Linked DNA regions of Salmo salar: region 2 is linked to region 1. Evidence: chromatin contacts called from public Hi-C data. All regions are on one chromosome and are shown on one strand. The core of a region is the stretch at or near the end of the contact, and the rest is flanking DNA. Distances in the headings are between cores, read along the strand shown. Region 1 holds the start of LOC106589602 (WD repeat domain phosphoinositide-interacting protein 1). Region 2 holds the start of LOC106589609 (COP9 signalosome complex subunit 1).

The links. Hi-C and Micro-C count contacts between places; a contact is called where the count stands out from the background.
Region 2: a contact with region 1 is called in a Hi-C map of gill, with 3 times the contacts expected there. The contact joins the promoter of LOC106589609 here to the promoter of LOC106589602 in region 1. A contact is called at or near these places in 2 of 3 Hi-C or Micro-C datasets (gill and muscle).

What each region holds. Positions count from the first base shown.
Region 1 is chrssa28:16,470,514-16,476,560 of Ssal_v3.1, reverse strand. It overlaps LOC106589602 (WD repeat domain phosphoinositide-interacting protein 1), which reads left to right and starts at 3,749. Exons shown (of 12, transcript XM_014179780.2): 1 at 3,749-4,119. The coding sequence starts at 4,043. prkar1ab (protein kinase, cAMP-dependent, regulatory, type I, alpha (tissue specific extinguisher 1) b) reads right to left here and starts at 5,189. Exons shown (of 11, transcript XM_014179785.2): 1 at 4,919-5,189; 2 at 1,108-1,345; 3 at 752-919; 4 at 419-510; 5 at 223-284; 6 at 70-116. The coding sequence starts at 1,281.
Region 2 is chrssa28:16,666,940-16,672,662 of Ssal_v3.1, reverse strand. It overlaps LOC106589609 (COP9 signalosome complex subunit 1), which reads right to left and starts at 3,932. Exons shown (of 14, transcript XM_014179794.2): 1 at 3,283-3,932; 2 at 1,936-2,054; 3 at 1,168-1,349; 4 at 842-1,009; 5 at 401-536; 6 at 80-157. The coding sequence starts at 2,046. rfng (RFNG O-fucosylpeptide 3-beta-N-acetylglucosaminyltransferase) reads left to right here and starts at 2,696. Exons shown (of 9, transcript XM_014179797.2): 1 at 2,696-2,753.

The sequences.
Region 1 (6,047 bases), core at 2,500-4,999:
ATGTTTGTTTATTAATACAAGAGTCATTGTGCAAAAATGTGTGTTCCTAAAATACATCAAGAGACTTACATCCGTCTCTCCTTGGTCGATGACGTAGAAATTATCTCCCTCATCACCTGAGAGAGAAGGAAGACATTGTTAATCTTTTCTCTGGAATAAAAAGACACTTCAGTTCTACTTGAATTTCCACTGAATCTAAAGGACAATGAGAACCTACTGTACCTTGCATAATAACAGTCTCTCCAGCGATGTAGGTAACTGAAAACATGGCGTCAAAGATGTCGCTGTGAATAAAGATCGTGTTTGTAAAGTTTCAGGTTTGTGGCATGATCAGTGGGATTGATCTAAACTCACATTGACAACCAATCTTTACAGACAAATCAAAGACCATTAACAACAAAGCGTGTTAACAACATACCTCCTCTCATTGTCATCCAAGTGAGAGAAAAGCACATTCTTTTCGATAGCTTTAGCTAGGGCAGCCATTGTTTTGTAGTCTTTAGGAATGACCTTGAAAACAAAACCATCCATGATTAAGCAAATCACCCTAAGTATTCACAAAATCTCCAGCCAGCCTATAGATATGACTGTAAGTAGAGAATATTGTTTTGAGGGCTGGTCTAAATGACTGCGTTTTGTCAGATGCTTTGTTTTAGTAGAGCCATGTGTTTCAAGATTATGTACGTTTTTATGTGTGCAGTTGTGTGTGTGTGCGTACAGTATGTTGTTAAGAGTGTGTGTGTATCCTCACCTTTCTGACATAGGATGCAGCGTCCTCCTCTGTGTAGACCTCAGCGCTGATGGCTCCTCTCCGCCGGCGACCCTTGACAACAGGGTTCATGGGAGGAGACACCTCCTCATCCCGGGAGTCAGAACGGCTGCTGGCCTTCTGCTGGTTCAGGATTTGCTTGGCCTCCTCCTGCATGGTTCACAGGTCAGAGTTCACACAGCCAATCAGCTGCCAGGGCAAGACTTTACAATACAAAGGCACTACAATTATAAAACTAGTTTCATGGAAGGCCATGGGCCTGGAGGAACACAGCTGGATGATGCGCACAGTTGAACACACACACACACGCACACGCCACCCTACCAGCCCAGACTCACCTTCTCCAGCCTCTCGAAGTACTCTCTGAGGAAGGCCATGGGTCTGTCAGGCCGGGAGGTACACAGCTGGACGATGCAGTCCTTCAGCAGCTGCTGGATGTTGTGTTTCTGCACGTACAGCTCACACTCCCTCAGACTCCTCTCCTCCTCGCTGCTCGTACTGCCCGACGCCATCACGATTGAAGACGCGCTACTGCTCTGCTACGACCTGGTGAACTGGCGAACTCTGGCCTCTAAACTAGAGATTGAGAGAGACAACTTGGATTGTTACTTCTACTACGCATATATATATATTTTTTAAAGAGTTACAATCTTCTTCTAATGTGGTTGTTATAGTCTTATAACATCTGATAACTGACTAATATGCAGATGCGAGAGAGAGGAAGAGAGGGAGGGACTCATTGGAAGGGATTAGAGGAAGGGAGGGAGAGTGTGAGACAGAAAGAAAAAGAGACAGGCATTTCAGGGATGCTTGAGGGTAACTTGTCATATGATGTAATTAAGTCTTAAAATGGTGGTAAACAGATAGGCCCAAACAACAAAACAAACTGTGTCCTTGTTTGACGGGAGAAGAAAAGTTACATTTCTTATCAGTTTCATCATGTTGCGGTCAAAATTACTGTATATCATATGCCATTTAAATAGGACCATGTCATTACTAATCTGTCAAAGTAGATTTAGATTGATAATATTGACCAAAAAAAATGGAGCTAGTAGCAAGTACGACATGCTGCTTTACTTCAAAAGAGAGGATCTAGTGCATTGGTCACGTTAGGTACACCACCAAAGGGTTGCATTGTACACTAAGTACAGATCATGAAGAGTCAAATTATATAAACAACCATTTACATCAAGTATCAATAAAATAAATAGTTAGCCGAGCTACTGCTGATTGGGATTTCAGACAGTTCTTGAATGTCCTGCTATCTAGCAATGCTTTTTGCTCTGGCGTTTTCAATACTGCCCATGAACTGTCTCCTGGAATAATATGACAGATCCCCCACCAAAAAGAAAAACATTCAAAATGACCTTGCTTTCAAAACGTTGACTGGAGCAGTAACGTTACAACTTCGATAAAATAGAAGGCAAACTATGGTTGGCTACCAACAAACATGGAAAACAAGGTACATTTCGGGGGCATCAATGCTAGCTAGCCAGCCACCTCTGATAATATAGCTGTTAAAGATACAACACTGCGTTAACTAGGAGCATAAGAGATGACAGCAACCAATACCTAACTGGCCTAGGCTATAATACCGTAGCTAACGTTACTAGAGTTAATACGCATCAGATGGCTGTTTGATCGCAGTTTACTGGTACGTTAGCTAACTTAAATAAACATAATCATGACGAAGCTAACTTGCTAAAACTGTATTGATGGATATCAAATCTATCAACCAGCTAGGTAGCTAGCTAGAAAACTAGTTGGCATTTTGGCCTGCAAAGCCAGTCAGTCCAGAGATACTTCAGTTCTGGCCAGTCTTGCCAATGACGCCATCTTGAGCTCTATCATAAACAAATACAAGGCGGAGGCTACATATCCCGCGATCGCAAATGGCATCAATTTCAAACAATGTGCGCAATACTTACAACAATCCGCAAATTATTGGCGAGCCCTTTCGACACTAACTCGGTTTTGGATGTTATTTCCACAAGCTTACCAAAAAATCTCTCTTCGATTTTTCCAAAAACTTGGACCGCTGCCCCACCGGATATGGGTTTAGAACCAATCACGAACCGTCATTGACGTCAATTCGCCTCATTCTGACACGTGAGCCGTAACCCTTGGCAACCTTAAAGGGGAACGCATGGAAATCATGACGTCAATGGGAAATCAATAGCAGATATAAGGACCTGATAGCCTCATATTAATTTCCCATGAACAGTGGAGCGTCCTCTATTCAAATAATATTAAATGTATGAATATTTTGGGAGGATATTGTTGTTTTATGAAGATAAATGTTCTGCGCACTGTACTTCAGCAGTTTAACCTTAATATAAACAATATATGGCTGATCGCGGTGCCATTGGATTAGATTATGTTTAATGACAGATCAGCCAAGGAATATGTATAATGCATTGTTGTACAGATGTAGGATCTTAATTAGAGCCAGGTTGCTACAGCAGTAAAATAATCCTGGAGCAACAGGAAATGTTAATTATTCAGTGGATTATAATTAAAGTACATTTTTGTAGGGCTCGATACCCTTTTCGTTAGGGCATATCAAGTCTGAAATTTCAAAGTGGAAATTACAGACTTTAGAAGCCTTTTTAAAACTCAAATACACTACAAATGTGCATTTCCTGCTGTGCAAGAAAATTCCCAGAAACAAAAGAGTGATCAATTTAAGTAAAATCCTATGTATGTGTTGCTTTTGTGCAAACTCTGCAAAGCTTCACATAGAGAGATGTAGCAAAGATGCGGTCAGCAAAACACTTGATGGGTTCATCCAATCAAAACAATCAAAACAATTCCTCGTGCCCGAAGAAGGTAAAGTGAACCAATCGCAATCGTGTAATTTAGAATGGGCGGTGCTCTCTGGACTGTTTTCTTGTAAACCAATCAGATACAAGTTATGAAAAGGTCGGCCAATCTGAGTGGTGCAGAGGTAATGTTCTAACCAGCCAATAGAAAAGTCACGCATACAGCCCTCAGCGGTTTTTGTTTCACTTGTTGGTCTCCTGTTATTTATTGATGTTAAGGATAAAAACAGAACAATACAAGTGCCTTCCTCAAACAGTAAAACAAAAACAATAACAGGGAATTATAGTTTCAGGATTCAAACCAGCCGTTTGTAATTTGTATAGCATTTATTACATTGTATTAACTCATCTCTAGCGCAAACGTGTGTAGAGGAGCTGGGTTTCGGAGTGATCGATCAGATCCCAGCTCTGCAAACTAGGGCAGTGGAGCAGGATAATAACCGTGGACGAGATGGAGGACCGGGAGACATTCGACGGTCCAGGAGGGCCACAAGACTTGATCAGTTCCTCGTTCAACCAGGACACCACGTAATCTAGCGGATTCTACTTGTCATACTGCTAGATATATTCTTGCATAATCTAGGGCCGAAGTATTTCCTTATGCTTCCAGCTATAATATGGTCTGTAGCAGAAATATGTTACTGTAAGAATTGTATCTTCCAACCTCACCTACTTGTGCATTTTGTTTATCCAATTGTCCCATGGTGTCTCTTCAACACAGTTCCTAAAATATAGGTTACTAGCTTGTGAAGTAGGCCACCACACTACGAAGGCCTATTGGTGGCCAAAGAAAAGTATCCAAGCTAGATTTGACCTACAGTGGAGATACTGGTCAGCAGACTACACACTAAAAACAAATGGTTCTATATAGTGCCAAATCATTTTCGAACGCTTTTAAAACACGGAAGCCAAACGCGAAAACTATGGACACAACTCCGCGCTCGGACATGATCATAATTAATATGTGCGCCACCAGAAAGGGGATAGGGGATTTTAGAATCACTTAAAATATGGGCTGTGTTTCGTGTAGACTTACCCTGGCGTGACGTTTTGATAACCATGTAAATCTCTCTCGGATAAGGCGATTTATCAATATATTCGGCTGTATTTACTCTCAGATTCGGAAATGCTCATTAGCGTCAAAAGAGACATCATGCAAAACTACAAATCCCTATATGCTCCTGCACGTTCTCTAGCTGACACTTTTGCTAACATGTATTTTGTCAATTTAAAACTAGCATGAGACAGTTCACATAATTTTCCATTTAAAGAAATGTAACCAAGTTATTGATTAATACATTTAGATTGTTAATCCAGAGATTCTTACCTTCGCTTCGGCATTCTTGTCCATATCATCATGGCATTTTTAGTTCTTTATGATAGCCACATTAGCAGCTAATCAGCATTTAATGTTTTTTTATGGGGGGTAAGTACAGGCAATATCTTGATAAAAGTCACCTTGTCCTGGAGAGATTTACGTGGTTATCAAAATGTCAAGCCAGGGTAAGTCTACACGAAACACAGCCCTTATTTGAAGTGTTTATAAATTCCCCTATGGGAAAAATGAATGGTGGAAAAACGATTGGAACCATTTCCCTGTTTGACTGCTATGTTTTATGGGCATTATGACTCTTACTGTGGTACTCTTTTATGCCATAATTTACTTGAATGGAGACGCCTGTTCTATTCATTCTTATATCTATTGTAGAGCTGTACGAGTTTTTTTACGTTTTGGTTTGATAGCCATATTATATTATAAAAATTCCACAGGTTTTATTATGTTTAATAACAAGTTGAAATAGGTGTGCTAGCTCTGGAACTGCTGGGGGTCCCTGGGGAGAGAATTGAGAACTACTGACTAGTCAACTGTTCATAAAACACGGTCACTGGCCTAAGTCATATACTGTATAACATATGATAGCATAACACAACATTTTAGATCAACTGGAATGACACTCACTCACGGTTGCACAAAAAGATCTGTGAGCAAACCAAGCCCCAAAATATTCTAATGAGCCGCCACCCCTACATTTGAATTATCACAAAAAAAGGAAATAACCTTTTTTTGAACTGCAAATAACTATTGAAGGGTTCTTTGGGTTAGTATGGTTACACATAGAACCATCACTCTTCGCAAAGAACACTTGAGGAACCCACATTTTTTTGTGTGTATTGTGCAAGTCTGGTATTTGTCTCAGATGATGACACATGCAATGCGTTTTGGAACTGTCAAATACTATCACAACTGCATGAATGGGGCGGTTGGATGTATTGGGTTATGGCAACATTAGTGTGAGTGATAAAGGAGCATCCAGACACTTGATCTACAGGTCAATTACAGGTGTAATAACAGCTGCATGGCTGGGGTCTGGCGTCGTAAACAATCCAGGTGGTCAAACAGACACATTGACATTAAATCTCTCCCATTTTCAATCTTTCTCAGCAGTTAGGCTATA
Region 2 (5,723 bases), core at 2,683-5,182, 200 kb before region 1:
ATGGACACGTCTGTGTTTTTTTTAAGACAGTAGAGGACTTATGCTCTCTCTCTCTCTCTCAGAGGAACCTACGACTTACCTCCGCTATCTCTGGAGTGGATTCAGCTTTGCTCACATAACTAAGGACGTGGGACCAGTTCTGGAGGTAGACGCTAACCTGATAGATAAAAACAGTGAATTCAGTAAGAAAGCCTGTAGGACACACATCAATACCACCCTCTAGTGCTAGTCATTGGAGTTAATCATATCACAGAGAAAGGAAGAGGCTGAGAACAAGTGAGGCAGAGACAGAACGAGAGAGGAATATAGCCCTTCTGCCCTCCAGACTTTACATCAGGATTAAGAGCATTGACCAAAAACCTAGGACCACTAACTATCATTATGATGAATGATGACGTACCTTGATGACATTAAGACACATGTTTATGACATGCTTTGCGCTAGTGCAATAGTCTCGGGCTCGGGAGTAGCACTTAAGGGCGTTGCTGAGGTCACCGCAGTCCAAGTAGTGGTCCCCAAGGTCATCATGACCCCTCCTGAGATGAAAAAAATAATTATAGAGAGCGTTTGGACCAGTACCACAGAGGAAGAGAGGTCAGGAAAGATCCCCCTTTGGCCTGAACAAAGCACTATGCAGAATCACTGATCAACAAATAAATATTCCATACCAAATGACCGTACATTTAAAAACTACTACTACTACTAGTCAACTACTCAGTGATTACTTCAAGATCTGCAAACAGACGCAGCACATTGCTCAGGCCGATCCTCTCGGAGGTGAGGATTACCCAATCGGTTTATTATCTACTTGATGCTAACAACCGTAGTGTCTCCCACCCACCTGATGCTCTCTTTGATGGAGTTGCCTTTGTAGTTCTTCAGGTCAGTGTCCAATTTCTCCAGTTTGAGCAGGGCCTTTTTCCTGGTCGACTCGGCCCACGCTGTGTCCAGAGGAGGGGGTTCGACTGCCCCGCCCTCCACCACAGCATCTGGAGCCCCCTGGACCTCTCTGAACACACATCAATCAATCACTCAACAAAAAGCACTTTCCAAACCAACAATTAAAAATAACATACCATGTACTAGTAGTAAGCACTCTGTGTTGCTGTACCTTCTCTGTGCTATGCTGGAGGGTACTAGGCTAAGCGAGGGCTGTGATACACCTACCTGGTGGCCTCTGTGAGCTTGCGGTGGATCTCCTCGTACACGTCTACGTTGAAGGTCCTGTGGACAAAAGACAGGGCCATCTTCAGGGCCTCGGCGCGGAGCTGGGGACAGTGCTCTGCTATGAACTGCAGCCTCTCAATACGCATCAGACCACAGTAGCTGGAAGCATAATGCTCCAGGTCCTAGAGAGAGAGACAAAGACACACACACACACACACACTTCAGTGGGACAAAAGCCTAAAAATGTTGATTTTTTACTCAATAGTCTGCATTTGTATTTATTAAGGATCCAAACACATTAACGCACTTACATTACACATAAAACTAAAGATAATAAAGTTATATGATGTACTGTTTCACACCACTACATATCTACAATACAACATATATAATACCACCATACAACATTATTTGTATGCTCGCGTTTGTGTGTCTCTTCACAGTACCCGCTGTTCTATAAGGTGTATTTTTATCAGTTTTAAAATCTGATTCTACTGCTTGCATCAGTTACCTGATGTGGAATAGAGTTCCATGTAGTCATGGCTCTATGTAGCGCCTCCCATAGTCTGTTCTGGACTTGGGTATTGTGAAGAGACCTCTAGCGGCATGTCTTGTGGGGTATTCCCCTTCTATAGATTCCTTTGATTTCAGTTTCACATTTAAATTGCAGTAGAAATGTCATTTGTGTGGTATTTGAGTCCCGTCTACATGAAACAAGCCCGCCTTTACAATGCCAGTAGGGGGAAATCCTGGATAGATAGACCATACCAGCGTGGGATTTTCCACCACGTAGTTGACATCTGGTGCATTCTGCTGGTCCTCCTGTGGGTCAGCATCTATCTGCATGGGCTCAACAACCCCCTGAAGAAGAGCGAACATACAGGTAACTGCCAAAATAAAAGAAACACCAACATAAAGTGTCTTAATAGGGTGTTGGGCCACCACGTGCTGCCAGAACAGCTTCAATGTTATAAGTGTCTGGAACTATTGGAGGGATGCGTCACCATTCTTTCACGAAAATGCCATAATTTGTTGTTTTGTTGATGGTGGTGGAAAACTGTCTCAGGTGCCGCTACAGAACCTCCTAAAATTGGGGCGGCAGGTAGCCTAGTGGTTAGAGTGTTGTAGTAACCGAAAGGTTGCAAGATCGAATCCCTGAGCTGACAAGGTAAAAATGTGTCGTTCTGCCCCTGAACAAGGCAGTTAACCCACTGTTCCTAGTTAAATAAAGGTAAAATTTAAAAAATAGGGTTGAGATCAGGTGACTGACACACACACTTTAAACCCCCTTTGCTCTTTTGATACCCCCTCTTTCAAAGTCACAGAGATATCTTCTTTTAGCAATGGTAGCCATAATAACAGGCAACAGGGAATTTTTATACATGACCCTAAACATGATGAGATGTTAATTGATTAATTAACTCAGGAACCATACCTGTGGACGCACCTGCTTTCAATATTCTTTGTATCCCTGATTTTATCAAGTGTCATCTTTATTTTGGCAGTTCTGTACATAGTGTTGATAAGTGTCATAGCAGCGTGGTACAATGAGGGGAATACTGACTGTCTGCAACCAGGTTACAAAGGTAACGAATAGCCATACATACACGACACTCCCACAATAGACAGATCGCTCATGTCCTACTGGATATTTACATTGGAGACACAATGTACATCTGTCGCTGAACAAAATTAAAAAGGGATGGCTAAACTACTACTAGCTGGATAACAAGTCAGCCAACTAACTACAATAACAGAAAACTAGCTAGTTAGCATGACTGTCAAAGTGCCTGAAGAAACCAGAAATGACCAGCGAACAGTTTCCTGGGGTACACCTTTCAAAAAAATGTGTCATTCTAACATTAGTCAGTTGGTATAGAATAACAGTGAATGGAAATATAACGCTGTAGAGTTAGCTATATGAACTTACTAAAGTTAGCCTAGCTAGTTAGCTTGCCAGTACTGCTAGCGGCCCAAACTACTCCCGATTTATGCAAGGCTTGCGTGTTTATCGGAGTACCCACCGTCCCAGTTAAGCGCGAGGACAGCCTTCTCCACGTGCATACCCGCATATCGTTTTTGTGTAAACATGCATCAAAATCGATTAATTATTACCTGAAAGTTGAATACTTGCACGGGCAAAGGCATCTTTCACGGTTTGTGACGTTCAGCGGAAGAAGCGAAGCGAGACGGATAACTGGGACCAAAATCTGTCTTCTCCAGCAGGTGGCGTTTTCCCCGCTGATCAAGGGAGGAGTTGTTGTATGGAGATCAATCAGTGGAATTTGGTTAACAAAAAATGAATGTCTTATTTTCTACTTGAGGCTTATTTGATCGAATATACGTTTGGTAATGCTTACGTTGTTACGAGTATACTGATATAAGTAGCACACATGATATCCTGCCAAGTTTGAGAAGAAAAAAACACTTTATATCGGAGTTGTGCCTGTTATCACACTCGTATCTGCTCTGTCATTGGCTAGAATGGTCCCACCTGATCTTGCCTTCTCCCGACTGCCTTCCATTTCTGAATACATTTATTTTCATTGTTGGAGCAGCCAGTCGATTAACTGGTCGATATGGTCCCGTGTGTCTCAGTTTGTAGAGCACGGCGCTTGCAAACGCCAGGGTTGTGGGTTTGAGTCCCATGTGGGACCAGAAAAATGTACAACAATGTATCCACTCACTACTGTAAATAGCTCGAGATAAGAGCATATGTTAAATGACTAAAATGTAATATGATGGATAATCTGAGTCGACAGCGCTAAACAACGGCTCGCTATCACATCCGGGGCATGGGTTCACAGGGCTCTTTACATAATGACGTCAGCGCTGCTCCAGATGTGTCCGAGGCAGTGTTATTGCAGCGTTCATGTCCACTCCGAACTCGGAAAAATACGAGGTCAAATCATGACGTCAGTGATATTCAGGTTGAAAAATCGGAGCTCTAGAAGCGGCCCGATAATTCCCATTCGGATTACCGTTCGAATCGATTTTTACCAGTGGGAGATCGTTTGTTTCCGAGTTTCCAGTTGTTTCAACGCACTGAAGTCATCGGAGATTTCCGAGTTCCCAGTTGTTTTGAACGCGGAATATTTCGATCAACAACAACAAAAAACAGTTGCAAACTGATGGTAATTTGTATTAAGATGCAACTAGTTCAGATATTAAAAATGAATTACTCAAATTGTAAATTCTAACAATTTATTTGAGGTCACCATTGAGATGAATACATGTTTTTAACTTTATCACACCAGTTGGCTAAGCATACTGGAGGGATTTTGCCGCGAGTTGTTTTGTCTGACAACTTTTTCATTGTCAGCACAAAATAGGCTACGACATCCAGAGCGAAAATAGCAACACAGTGGCGACCCCAACAGCTGTAGCCTACTACACTACAGGGACATTTAACTTGCAAGGCCAGGTCAGCATCAGCCAGAGGGCGCTCAGTTTCAGAGGATTTGCTTTTGGAGAGAGAATCACACAGTAGGTGACTTGAGAGGAATCCGAGAAACATAGGTCGTTTATAATCGCAATAGAAACAAATTACATTGTTTGACTCGCCTGCACTTGACTGGTTGAGTGCACAGCTAGGCTACTTAATCGCGGTCGAATAGAGAAAGCGGGCTGCTTGCTGATGGTTAAAATCTGAGCCCAATCAAATCATAGTCAAGACGAGGAGACAAAAAAGAGAAGATCGTTGAAGAGTATAAAAGCGTCTGGAAACCCTGTGTTGTATTTTCATTTTCTTTGATCAGATTCTGTTCACTTAATTCATTTTTGGTGTCCAGTTCCCCTGGTGTTTTGTTGCTGCAGTTGGGAGGAGGCACGTCGGATTAAAAACGTGATTTATTTAGTTTCCATGTAAGTATAAGGCATTTTCGTCATCACATAATACGTGTTTTAAGTAACTCGGAATAAGCAGGGGGTTTCATAGAATGTAATTCAAAATAATTGACTGGACACTCTTGCCTTTCTTTTGTTTACCGTAGGACAGCCTATAGATCCGTATGTGCACGACATGCACACGAAACAACTCCTAAACATCCCCGTAAACTTTAAAGTTACCTTTATAAGACCCAATAATGTTGGTTAATCGCGTTGTTGTTTTCATACATTTGTTGTGAAAGCTACAGTTAAATGACCGAGCCCACAGTCAGACCTGTTTCTATTGGCAGTGACCCAATCTGGCAGATTTGTATCTACCAGATTTGCAGATTTGCATAATCCCAAACCAGGCACCAAAATATTAAATTTTAGGCGTTTGGGTTATTTATTTATTTCCCCCTGTAAATGATGTATAACTCCTTCATAAACCATACTATCCTTCATGCTATATCCACATATCTGTGCTGAGAGCTCATATTTTACTAAGGGGGCTAATTTTAGTAAAGAAAAAAGGGTTTGATTACATCCCTCTGCTTACTACAACTGACATCTGTTACTGGTTGAGGTATCATTGCCTCTGAAAATAGCAGCAAACAGGAAATTGCTCACACACTGAAGGTAAGTCTGTCAATTAAATGTGACCTGTATGAACTGACTGGCAAATGGAA